Linked DNA regions of Sus scrofa: region 1 is linked to region 2. Evidence: chromatin contacts called from public promoter capture Hi-C data. All regions are on one chromosome and are shown on one strand. The core of a region is the stretch at or near the end of the contact, and the rest is flanking DNA. Distances in the headings are between cores, read along the strand shown.

Region 1 (6,156 bases), core at 1,263-3,762, 610 kb after region 2:
GTCCCTTGATACTAAATAAGGCAGTTAATAACAGAGGAGTATAGGAATTCTCTTATGAGGCAGTAGGTTAAGGATCCAGAATCACCACTGCAGCAGCCTGGATCACTGCTGTGGTGCACGTTAGATCCCCAGCCCAGGAACTTCCTTATGCCACAGGTGCGGCCAAAAAAGGGGGAGGGGCAGTATAGACTCTCATACAGTCAAAACGTAATGAAAATTTCTATGGTTTACTAAAACATAGTGGAATGAGTAGAACAAGCATTACTAACAGGATATGGACTGCACAGGAAATACTTTGAAATTCTATAATCAAAAGGCAAAAAATAACCCAGGTGATGGATGGGTTCCGTCTCCAGCACCCTAAGTATCACCCTCCTTAAGCAACTTCCTTTTTATCCAAATCCAGATATCCTTAAAGGAACAGCAGAAAGAAGGCCTAAGAAGATCTGTAACAATGTAAAGAGATATATATATATGGAGGAGAAAGTTCCTCAGAGCAGAGCCTAAGATAAAGGAATTGGACAATGCTTGTAAAGCACTTAACATCATGACTATCAGTACTCAAAAAAAAAAATTATCTTTTTAAAATTTGTTTGTTTAAACCAAGAATCGCTTTAGTTCTTAACTGAAAAACAGCACCTTTTTGAGGTGTAAGGAGGTGGTGAGAAGTACTTGACTATAACTGAAAACACAAAAACAACGAGCTTTTAAATTTATTTTTAATTACAAATTATTATCCCTGCAAAAATGTAAACACTGGAGATGCGATGTGTCTCCAACCCACTGTATCCCTAGAGGTTAACATATTTTGCTATGCAGTTTTCCGAAACATTTCCTATGGGTTCACAAATATTTCTTTGTCTGTGGAAATATGCATTACTGTTATTTTGTAGACTCTTCTTGGGTGCTATTCCACAACAGTACAAATAAATTCTATTTGTTCTAACATTTCAAGGCAGTCTTCCTAAAGAAGCGAGTTTTCCAGTCATGTCTTTGACATCCCTTGTTCCCCTCCAAAACCTAAAGTGCTGGATGGTGAGATATACCGTTGTGGGGGGGAAAGAGCCAAAACCGAGGAATACAGGACCAAACTTAACAGCTTTCCTACCAGAGAAGTGTGGCACGGAGGCCCACAGGTTTTGTTAAAGTCATTGTGAATAAAATAGCCCCTACGCGCCATCACAGGCATTGAATCCCCTTCCTCGCATCCCCAAATCTAAGACCTCCCTCTTTTGGAGCGCTGATTGGACGAACAGCCTGAGCGCTTTCCAGAGGCTGCTCGCCTACTGGCTCCCGATTTGGTCCATCCACCTAACCGCCCAACTCCCGCATCCCCCATTGGAGTCAAATCGTGGCCTCTTGGAGGAGCCCAACCTACCGCGCGCTTCGTGCTCATTGGCTCAGTGAGATGCTGCTCAGGAGGAGAAAGCCCGCCTCCCACATACCGATGGCCCAAGGACCGATGAGTCGGCAGCTAAGGACAGCCCCAATTGGCCTATACACTCGCCAGTCAAACTCTTCCGCTGCAAAGCTCCACAGAACCTACGGGGATAAAACATCCCGCCCCCGTTCTTCCATTGGTTGGCCGATCTCACCGCTCCCCCTTCACGAGCCCCCACCCCGAGGTCCATTCATTTCACACAATAACGGGCCCAGTTGGAGTCAGTTCAAGACCTCGTATGGGTAGGCAAGATGGTCCGCCACTTACCGGGGGTCGAGACCGATCACTCACGCTAACGCCTCGCCTGTTCCTCTGTGGTGCGGCCGGACCACAAGCCACCGCCGCCGCCGCCTTCTGCGCAACGCCAACCGCCCGCCAAAACGGATCCTTCCCTGCGCCTGCGCGACCAATCCTGGGACCCGACCCTTTCCCCGCCCATTACGCCTGCGCAAAAGGGGGCACAACTCCCGCCACTACGCAGGCGCCTTAGGTTCGCCGCTGTCTCCTGCCCGCCATTTCACGTGTTGCAAGCTCCGGGCGGAACTTCTTAGCGCGCCTGCGTAAACTCGCCATTTTACTACACATGCGCTCAGCAGGCGATCTTGCCCCCGCCCCCGTTCCGCCAAATTGTCACATGCTAGCTACTTTTTTGATACATAGTATTAAAAATGCTTTGACACAGGCGTTGAATATTCCGGACATAGCTAATTAAAAAGTTATCTCAATACCCGAAATAATTCAAATATGAATCATTGGTTGACCAGCCAATCAGTCTAGTTAAGAATAATATTACTTAGGAACCAATGGACCGGGAGGGGTTGAGACTGCGTAGAACGCCCAAACGGATGACGTTACACAGCAACGCATACGAGAGACCAATAGTGGGGGAAAGCTATGTCAAATATCCAATCAGAGCTACTCAGGGGCGGAGTCTACCAATGCCGAACGCGAGGAGGCGGGATAAAAAAGCGAGGCCGAAGGTAGGCTGGCAGACTCGTTCGTTAGATTACTCCTTTCTGCCCCCGGACGCCGCCGAGTAAGCATCGTTGTAACCTCCTCCCCACTACCGTCATGTCTAAGTCAGAGGTGAGTGAGACTCTTTTTTCATCTGCGTTTTCTTCTTCGCCGCTTGCTGAGTTTGGTAGGGTGCAGTCTGGTTTGGCTGCTTGCACCAGCCTTTTCGGCAGTTCTTCGGTCGCTGCCGGGGCCTACCCCTCCCTGAGTTCAGGTCGCCATTTTGTCCTCGTCGCCATGAGGCTGTCGTCGTGCAATCCTTGGTTATCACGCTGCTCTCGTTCTTTTTTGCAATGCTCGTGGACACATTCGGTCTGTTTTTCATCCTTGTCCTAGTGGACGACTTTCTTAAAGAGTAGCTGTAGTCCAATTTTGGCGATGCACGCCCTCCCAGTCCTTTTGTTGCGCGTGCGTCGTAGGGAGAGTAAGGGGCGCATGCGCTCGCCGCTTCCCAGCCCCCAACATACCGCCTCCCCAGATGGGGAGAAGCACGTGGCTTACAGCGACCCGAGGGAACAATAAAAGCTTCGTACGTTGCTACCTGGTGTTGCTTCTTGTAGCGGGGAGCTTGTTTGCGTTATAGCCCTATTTAACGCTTTTTTTGCCCCTACTTCTAGTCTCCCAAAGAGCCCGAACAGCTGCGGAAGCTCTTCATCGGAGGTTTGAGCTTTGAAACAACCGATGAGAGTCTGAGGAGCCATTTTGAGCAATGGGGAACGCTCACAGACTGTGTGGTAAGACTTGGAAGAGACAAAAGGCCTTAGAGCTAGTTGTTTTTCTTGGCTTATCTCGCTGTCGTTGCTGTTTGAATGCTTATGAAGATTCCTATTGACTTTATAGCTTACTTGACAAAGGAAGGTGTGGCTTCATAGCTGAAAAGCTCCCAATTGTTAGGTTTAAGGGGTGGGGGCGGTGGTCATTGAAGAGCTTCGTTTAGAGGGTTGGTAGAAAGTTTTCCATTGCCTTAGTCAAGGTAGAAAAGGCTGTAACTTCTGGTGTCTTACCATGTGCTAAATAAACATTAAAGGTAATGAGGGACCCAAACACCAAGCGCTCCAGAGGTTTCGGGTTTGTCACGTATGCCACTGTGGAGGAGGTGGATGCAGCCATGAATGCAAGGCCGCACAAGGTGGATGGAAGAGTTGTGGAACCAAAGAGGGCCGTCTCAAGAGAAGTAAGTGATGTTTTTCTTGTGTTTCATCGACTGGAAATGTTCGATTAGCAGGATTCACTCACATTAAGGGGATGTAACAGACTTAGTATTAACATGGTCTTAGGATTGTTACTATTTTCTCCCCCTTTAGGATTCTCAAAGACCTGGTGCCCACTTAACTGTGAAAAAGATTTTTGTTGGTGGCATTAAAGAAGACACTGAAGAACATCACCTAAGAGATTATTTTGAACAGTATGGGAAAATCGAAGTGATTGAAATCATGACGGACAGGGGCAGTGGCAAAAAGAGAGGTTTTGCTTTTGTAACTTTTGATGACCATGACTCCGTAGACAAGATTGTCAGTAAGTAGCAGGTGGTTGGCATTCGCTAAGAGTTCTGAAATCCATTTGTGTCCTAAACTCTGAGATGGTGTCTTACTTTCAAATTTTTCAGTTCAGAAATACCACACTGTGAATGGCCACAACTGTGAAGTGAGGAAAGCCCTATCCAAGCAAGAGATGGCTAGTGCTTCATCCAGCCAAAGAGGTGAGTTTGTTGCTTAATTAAACCTTAAGCATCATTTTGAATGATTTTAACCGGTACAATTTAACGTTAACATTTTTTTCTTCAGGTCGAAGTGGTTCTGGAAACTTTGGTGGTGGTCGTGGAGGTGGTTTTGGTGGAAATGACAACTTTGGTCGTGGGGGAAACTTTAGTGGTCGAGGTATGTATGGTTTTTTATTATTTTAACGCTTCTTAGAATTTAGGCTTAGAAGGGTGTGATTTGTATGCGATCCACATACTTCAAACCTGGCTTTTAAATTCTGTTCCAGGTGGCTTTGGTGGCAGTCGTGGTGGTGGTGGATATGGTGGCAGTGGGGATGGCTATAATGGATTTGGTAATGACGGTAAGTTTTTTTGTTTTTACTGTTAAAATTTTGTGTGTGCGTGTGTGGGTTTTTTTAGTTCGTTTTGTTGTTGGATTTTTTTGTTTTTTAAGAAACTACAGGTAAAAAGTTTGACTACTTTTAGAATAGGCTAGTAGATACTAAAACTTTAGTGCATGATAAGTTCAAGTTTGACTCTTACAGCATGTTGTGAGCCGGCCTTTAGCCATCATGCTTGCACAGAATTTGAATGTTGAATACTTGTGTCTTATTGAGAAGAATTGTATTCTTGTAGGTGGTTATGGAGGAGGCGGCCCTGGTTACTCTGGAGGAAGCAGAGGCTATGGAAGTGGTGGACAGGGTTATGGAAACCAGGGCAGTGGCTATGGCGGGAGTGGCAGCTATGACAGCTATAACAACGGAGGAGGCGGAGGCGGCTTTGGCGGTGGTAGTGGTAGGTATCCAGTGATCCAAGTACTTGGTGCAAATAGCTAGCTTAGCCATATGGGAACTTGATGCTCTCTAGGCATAATGTGTTTTACTGCATGGTACTTTCTTTTAATGGGCTTGCAATGCTACCTCCTCCTAGCTTTAAGCTGGGGCCGCCTCACTCCCAAATAGATTAAGGGGGATAGTGGTGCCTACAGTTAATCGGGATTAGGTTAGCTTTTATTTAGGCACTTAGTTGATGTATCCAGCATGTGTTTGCGGTGCCCCTGGATGGGTAACAACAGCCTTCGAGGCTAGAGACTATACTACTTGCTCTACCATGGTGAGTCAGGGGTAAATTTCTAGCTACTGGATTATTCAACTGAATGCCTTGCCCAGAAGGAATGAAATATGTAATTAAACTTTGAAACAACCAGAGTTTGGGAGAAAGGCAGGTAGATCATGTAATCATTTGCTCTGAACACTAGAATTTATCATTTTCCCAAGTAACAGGTAAAGGCCTCTTTTCTATTCTTAGGAAGCAATTTTGGAGGTGGCGGAAGCTACAATGATTTTGGCAATTACAACAATCAATCTTCAAATTTTGGACCCATGAAAGGAGGAAATTTTGGAGGCAGAAGTTCTGGCCCTTATGGTGGTGGAGGCCAATACTTTGCCAAACCACGAAACCAAGGTATAGTATATATGTGGTATTCGGAGGGTAAATGAGCTTTGATAAAGGGAAACATTTGATCTTTAGGCAGTTCTTAGACAGCAAAAAGTTAACAGCTTAAAACTTTGAATTGTAAGTGACTGGTAGCTTGTTGAATTGGGGAAACCATACGGGCCCAAACTTTGTGAATTTGAATTTTATCATCCCAAATATAAAAGCATTATGTATTGTTGGTATTTCTAAAGCTTAAGGGAACAAATTTGTTCGTAGGTGGCTATGGCGGTTCCAGCAGCAGCAGTAGCTATGGCAGTGGCAGAAGGTTTTAATTATTACTGCCAGGTAAGTGAACACCTTTTTGTGCTTTTACTTAACTTTTTTTAAAATTGATAATGAACCCAGTAACCCTAATGTAGCTGAGCAGTGCAACATACTTAACATTAAAATTGCAGTAAAATTGTGGATGTTAAGTTAATATTCAGATCAGCAAAATTTGTGGGAAAGAAAACTTGCTATTGGATTGTAGCCTTGAGTCTTAATATGTTTAGATTAACAACTTTAT
Region 2 (6,757 bases), core at 737-3,236:
CAGGCTCTCTGTCCTGCCACAGCTCTCCCGGGACACAGCCTGAAGGGAGGGAATGTCTTGGCTGTTCTATTCCTTTCTACCGTTTCCACAGCTTACGTTTTAAATTGAGGGGTGTTGACTAAAAGGACTGGTGGCTCTAGCCGAGCCACTATTTCCATTGCTCGGCACCTGAGTTCAGGGGACCAAAATCTGGAGGTTACAGGATTAGGAAGGCACGATTGAGGATAAGAAAAAAAGCAAAGATAAGGAGAGTCCGGGCGTTGTGACAGCTCTGAAAGGGCACGAGGGAAAGAAAAGAGGGTTTGAAAAGATGAGCCCGGTCAGGTGAAAGGCGCACTGCGGCTCCGACTTTCGCCAGCTCCGAAGAGGCGCCCTCCCCCCGCCCCAGCCACGAGACGTCCAAGATGGCGCCAGGCCCGCGCGGTTGGAGGTCACCGGCACGCGGAAGGGGCCGTCCCAAGGCGCGGGGATACCGGCGGCAAGGGAGGGCATGAGGGCCGGGGCGGGAGCATGCAAGGGTAAGGGCCTCAGAGCATCCGCGCAAGGGGGGGAAGCCCACGCGCGTGCGCGGCGCAACGCGGGAACGAGGGCCCAAGGCCTTACCTGCTCCCAGGGCAGAGAAGACAGAGAGGGGCGGGGAGGGGGCGGGGATAGCGAAAGGAAGCCTCGGCGCATGTGCGGCCTGGACTAACGAGTCGCTCCACCAAGGATAGAGTGATAGCAACGTTGAGGGTCGGCCCAGGTGCCACAGCGCCGCCTGCCAGCTCTGTTGAGGCATCCGGCCAACCACTCCACCTGGCGTTTGAAAGGAGAAACTGCATGCGGAGACCAGCGAGTGCAGAAATGAGGGCAGCTGTAAGCGGATCCGCAACGTGGCCTGCGGTTTGTTCTGCACGGCGTTAGGGATCTTGGACTGGCTTCCCCTTTCTGAGCATGCGCAGTTACATTGCAAAAAACCAACCCCCCCAAAAAAAACCTACCCAGAATGTCAGTATTAAATAGCACACAATGGAGACCGAGGTTCAGTGTCTAAAATGTGGCAGGAAGAAAATAAAGTCACAGGATTCCTGCCTTCGGTCGTTGGGACCCTGGCTTTATGGATGGAAAACCCGTTCAAGGGGCAAGGAGTCCACAAAATGTTCCAGCTGCTTCTAGTGGCTTCGCCTTTATTTCCCTCTTTCTTTTTTCAGTGATCAGCTATTAGAAAGCCAGCATCTGCGAACCAGAAAATAGGGGCTAAAGGTGATTAGGACTCAAGCGCCCTGATCTTAAACCTTCTTTCCTGAGTCCTGCAACAGTCAAAGAGTAACGGGCACCAGTGACCTGCAGTGAGATTGCAAGGGTCACCCCAGGCATGGCTGTGCCTCTGCCCAGGCTTCATCTACGCGAGATGAGATAAGCAGTGCCCCCAGGAGGTGCTCTCAAGAAAGCCTTTCGGCTTCTCCCTCGTGCCCTTTCGCTTGTCCTTTCCCCGATGGTAGGAAGTATGGGCTTCCCGGCCCTCACCTCTTCTGGGTTTTCCTGTCTCCCCGACAGGGTCTGACCGGCCCCTTTGGGGGGAGATCAGCAAGGCCTACCCATTTCCCCCCATGCCCAACCCCGGCCGTCCAGACATCGTGCTTGAACGCAGCACGAGAAAGACGGGGAAAGCTCACCAAACCCCCATAAAAAATAAAAAATAAAAAGAAAGCCGCGGCTGTAAATAAAGCCAAATCCGCCACCCTCTGAGGGGCCGTTTGTCCTCCCCTCCTTGGCCCCGTCCTTCCCGCCGCCCCCTCCCGGCTCCCGGGCCCCGCGGCGCCCCGGCCCCGAGCTCCTCCATTTAATCGGATTTGGGAGAAGGGGAGGATAAATCACGGCAGCAGCTTTACGGTCCCGGAGGAGAGGCGAGCCGCAGCCAGGCACACCCCGGCCGGCGATAAAAACCGCCGCTGAAAGCCCACGGAGCAATTTCCCGGGACCCCGAGCGACGCCATTACAGGAATGTAATTTTGCCCGGATGAGGCCCCGAGTTTAATTATCCTCGCGGAGGAATTTCAATGCGGCCAATCCATCTTGCAGGCGGGCGGCAGAGGGATTTATATGGGCCCGTTATTTCACACCGATCCTCCATCTGCATTTTTATGGCCCTGAGCTCCTGAAAGGGAGGGGAAGGAGTGGAGAGAAATCGGAGAAGCGGGCGAGGAGAGGAGGGTGGGCGATTTCCCGCCTTTCCCAAATCCACGATCCCAGCTCGATGAGGATTCTCACAGGTTCCCCCGAAATGCCCAGATCGCCCTTCAGTTCTAGGTGTTCACTTGGGGTGGGGATGGAGGCGGGGGGAGGTGAGGAATGGAGCTGGGATCCTTACGAAAATAGCAACAGGTATTTACCAAGTACCAAGAGGTGCCAGGCTACAGTGTAAGATGCTTAGAGGAGAAAAGAAAGACAGGTAGGCAAGGATATCCTCTGAAGTCCCCAGACACCCCCACCGCGCCACGCAACCTCGGAGACAAAAAGTCTACAGTTCTTGAGACTCCACGACTAACCGGTTGGTGCAGCTGTTTGTTGAGACAATGTAGATCCTTCTCGGATATCTCTAACTATCCCAAAGTTGGATTGGAGAAGGCACCCTTGAGGGAGCTAAAGCTGGCTCCTTGGATAAGTTGTCATAGTCTGCAATGTTGAATTCTCTATTACCCCCATTCAATGCTGGGCTCTAGATCCACACATTTGGGTTCCCAAATCTGTGTGACCTCAGGCAATGGGTTTAACCCCACTATATCGATTTTCCTTTATGTAACTGGGAATAATAATAGTGCTTACTGGGCAGCAAATAGTAGAATAATATATGTGAAGCCTGGGAGTACCCATTGTGGCTCAGCAGTAAAGAACCTGACTTGTATCCAAGAGGCTGTGGGTTCGATCCCTGGCCTCGCTTAGTAGGTTCAGGATCCCGCATTGCAGTGAGCTTCGGTGTAGGTGGCAGACTGGCTGGGATCATGCATGGCTGTGGCTGTGGCTGTGGCCAGCAGCTGCACTCCCATTTGACCCCTAGTCTGGTAACTTCCTTATGCTGCACGTGCTGCCCTAAAAGGCAAAAAAAAAAAAAGTGAAACTTTTAGCAAGGTGCTTGGAACTCAGTAAGAGCTTAAATAAGTGCTAGTAATAGTAATAATAATGGTTATTTTGGTGTTAGTAGTAGTAGTAATATATTTGGGAGGATTGCAACTCAGTTCTGCTCTGCTCCCTAGAGACTTTATTGCAAGCTCCTTGCAATGGTATCTCCTGAGAGACTCAACTATCACTTACTGAATTTTTTCACCTACATAAATCACACATAAGTTATTTAACAGGTTAGTGGGTGGAGATCTGTGGGGAGGGCTAAGAATCCTGGGGGCTATTGTTATCAGGTCTGAAGCCAGAGGTTAAATCGATAGGGGTGAGACTGCAAAATGTAGTTGAGGTCTGTGCGGAGGGGAGAATTTAAAGATAGCAGAATATGATGATCCAAGAGGACATTATCTAAGGGTCTCTTCTTAACCAAGAGCTTGGGCAAGGGTCTGTTCTTTACTTCACTAATGGAAAACGGCTCCAGGAAGGAAAGGGTGTGGAGCCAGAACTATATTTTCCAATCACTTCCTTTTTTTTCCTACCAGACCATGTAGCAAGGTTGGCCTGATTGGCCAGTTCTTCTAATGACTGTGAGTGGCGGATTCTGACTGGGTAGCAGTCTCCCTGCACGGTGGTGACGAAAAAATGAGATTGATCTTTTCTTTCTTAGGATTGGTTAACAATCCTCCGAGGGGCTAGAGACTCATTTTAATTGACTGGATAGGCTAGGAGGGAGGTCCAACACCTCTCATATAGAAATTCTGAGAGTTCTTTTCCACAAAGGTCACCAAGACAGAGTCTTGATGGGCTTTATGCATGTTTGCCTTTGGACTGGAAACACAATTGCTTAGGAAGAAAAGTCAAGAGAATTCTGCAGGCGTACCACCGTTCAATTTGAAACCCAAACACAGAGAGGGATTAAAGAGGGAAACAGAAGAGTGATAAAAAGAGAGAGCGAGAGAAACTGTGACACAGAAATACAAAGGGGAAAAAAAAGTGCCAGAGAGAAGAGGAAGGGTTCGAATAATTTGTTTTTCATTCCCAGTGGCTTAAGATGAGGCTACTTTATGATGCATTTTGCTAGATGCACATGTTGGCAGCGTGGGGCATGGAAAGAACAGCTGTCTTGGAGGCAGGAGACTGGGAATCTGGTCCCAGCCCTGCTAGTAACTAGCCAAGTAATGCAGGCTCCTACATCTCTCAAAGCTTCAGTGACTTCATTTGGAAAAATCAGAAGTAGGTGATCCCTAAGTTCATTATTAACTTGCTAGGATTCTCTTTCTTTCTGATAAACAGGCAGTGTGTATAGTTGAACTGGTATTTTTGTACTACCGATAAGGACTATTCTTGGGTCTTGTGCTCCTCTATTTATTTATGATTTGTGTGTGTCTGTGTGTGTGTTTTGCTTTTTTTTGCTTTTTAGGGCCACACTCAAGGCCTGTGGAGGTTCCCAGGCTAGGGGTCCAATCAGAGCTACAGCTGCCGGCCTACAAAACAGCCACAGCAACGAAGGATCTGAGCCATGTCTATGACCTACACCACAGCTCACCGCAATGCCAGATCCTTAAACCACTGAGCAAGGCCAGGGATCGAACCTGCGACCTCATGGTTCCTAGGCAGATTCCTTTCCACTGTGCCACCACGAGAACTTGTTTATTTATGATTGTTAAATTCAAGCTTCTGGGGCTGGTGAGCACTGACTGAGGGATGTTCTTTTCTTTCTTTCTACTTTTTTTGGACCACAGCATGCAGCAGCTTGATGTGGGATCTCAGTTCCCTGATTAGGGATTGAACCCAGGCCATAGCTATGAAAGTGCCAAGTCCTAACCACTAGTCCACCAGGCAACTCCCCTGACTGAAGGACTGTCTACATTCTCTTGCTAAATCAGTTCCCAGGACAGCAGGACTGTGAGCCATCAGTAAACCTCCCTCCTCCTGGAGAAAGAAAACAGTAGATGGAAGAAGGAAAAGGGTCATTAGAATCCAGGATTCCAAGAGAGGGATCAGCGGGAGGGTGGGTGACAGAAGGATGGTCAAACAAAGTTTTTGCTGGGAAGAACCCAAGTTCCTTTGATTTTGTAAGACAAATTTGTACATGCCCTACATATTTACCCAGAAACAGTATGAACAGATTTGGTCCCTGCCATTTCTTGGCTCCCAAGCCAAGGAACACACAGACAAAAAAGAAAATAAAAGTCCTTGTGATATATTGTGAAGAGCTAAGTTCAGCAAGTTAGAGATCTGAATCTAGCTTTGGGACCTATTACTAATTAATTATGTGACTTTGAGTGAGTAAATCACTTGACCTCTCTCGACTTCGGTTTTCTCGACTGCAAATGGTAGGAAAATGCTGGATGATGATTAAATTCTCTTTCAGTTTAAATATAAATGGCATAAATCTATTCTTCCTGGATGGCCCTTGTCTCTTGCAACTTCAAGTAATTGGCTAATATTAACTGAGCATCTACTATGTGTGATGTGTTACACTACATATTGTGAATGGGAATAAAAAAGGAAGCGCAGGAGTTCCCATTGTGGCTCAGCGGGTTAGGAACCCAACATAGTGTTGTGAGGATGGGGCTTTGATTCCCTGGCCGCACTCAGTGGGTTAAAGCTCCGGTGTTGCTGCAATCTGTGGGGGTAAGTTGCAGATTTGGCTCGGATTCTATGTTGCTGTGGCTGTGGCGTAGACTGGCAGCTGCAGCTCTGATTCAATCCCTAGCTGTATCAGAACGTCCATATGCCACAGGTGTGGCCATAAAAAGAAAAAAGAAGAAAAAAAAAAAAAAGGTTACGTGGGTTATAGGAGTTGAGGAGGCAACATGACTTCCAGCTAGAATGATCAAGGGGGCACCATGATTGAAAATTAGTTTTTTTTTTCTATTAAAAAAAACCCTCAAATATTTGAATCACATAAGAGAATGCAATTAATGCATGTCATTTATTCAACAGATTTTTTTTTTTTTTGAGATCGTACTGTGTGCCAGATGCTGTTCTAGGTGTTGGAAACACAAATGTGAACAAAATAAGATAAAAATCCTTGCCTCAGGAGTTCCCTGGTGGCTCAGTGGAGTAAGGATCTGGCATTGTCACTGCTGTGGCTCTGGTTAAAGCTGTGGCACTGGTTCTGTCTCTAGCCTGGCAATTTTTGTATGCCACAGGCACAGCAAAAAAAAAATATGAAGCATGATAATGGTTTAATGGACATCCATTAAACACCCCCCAGCTTAAGAAGCAAAAAAAAAAAAAAACTTACTAAGACCACCCAGGGGCCCCACATGTGTCCCTCCCATAGTCATCCTTGAATTTTATGTTTATCATTTTAAGGTTTTTCCTCCTATTTTTCCCACATTGCTTATTTTGGTCTTTTTTTCCTGTCGTACTAAGAGTGATGTAATATTTTTTGTGGACTCCTTGCTCTTTTCATTCAACATTATATTTCTTTTCTTTTTGTTCTTTTCTAGGGCCGCGCTTGAGGCATCTGGAGGTTCCCAGGCTGGGGATCTAATTGGAGCTGTAGCTGCCAGCCTACACCACAGCCACAGCAACGCGGGATCCGAGCCACGTCTGCGACCTATACGACAGCTCACGGCAACACCAGATCCTTTAACCCATTGTGCCAGGCCAGGGATGGAACCCACACCTCTGCAGTGACCAGAGCTCC

Evidence for each region. Promoter capture Hi-C pulls out the DNA fragments that hold promoters and counts their contacts.
Region 1: a contact with region 2 is called in a promoter capture Hi-C map of liver, with 2.8 times the contacts expected there. The contact joins the promoter of HNRNPA1 here to the promoter of ATP5G2 in region 2. A contact is called at or near these places in 1 of 5 promoter capture datasets (liver) and 1 of 2 datasets of contacts at active chromatin or transcription factors (alveolar macrophages).

Annotation. Positions count from the first base shown.
Region 1 is chr5:19,482,665-19,488,820 of Sscrofa11.1, forward strand. It overlaps HNRNPA1 (heterogeneous nuclear ribonucleoprotein A1), which reads left to right and starts at 2,513. Exons shown (of 9, transcript NM_001077218.1): 1 at 2,513-2,527; 2 at 3,073-3,189; 3 at 3,483-3,629; 4 at 3,760-3,970; 5 at 4,062-4,154; 6 at 4,240-4,332; 7 at 4,442-4,516; 8 at 5,463-5,618; 9 at 5,868-5,923. The coding sequence starts at 2,513. The coding sequence ends at 5,923. CBX5 (chromobox protein homolog 5) reads right to left here and starts at 1,863. Exons shown (of 5, transcript XM_021091740.1): 1 at 1,709-1,863.
Region 2 is chr5:18,877,947-18,884,703 of Sscrofa11.1, forward strand. It overlaps ATP5G2 (ATP synthase F(0) complex subunit C2, mitochondrial), which reads right to left and starts at 1,987. Exons shown (of 5, transcript XM_021091719.1): 1 at 1-1,987.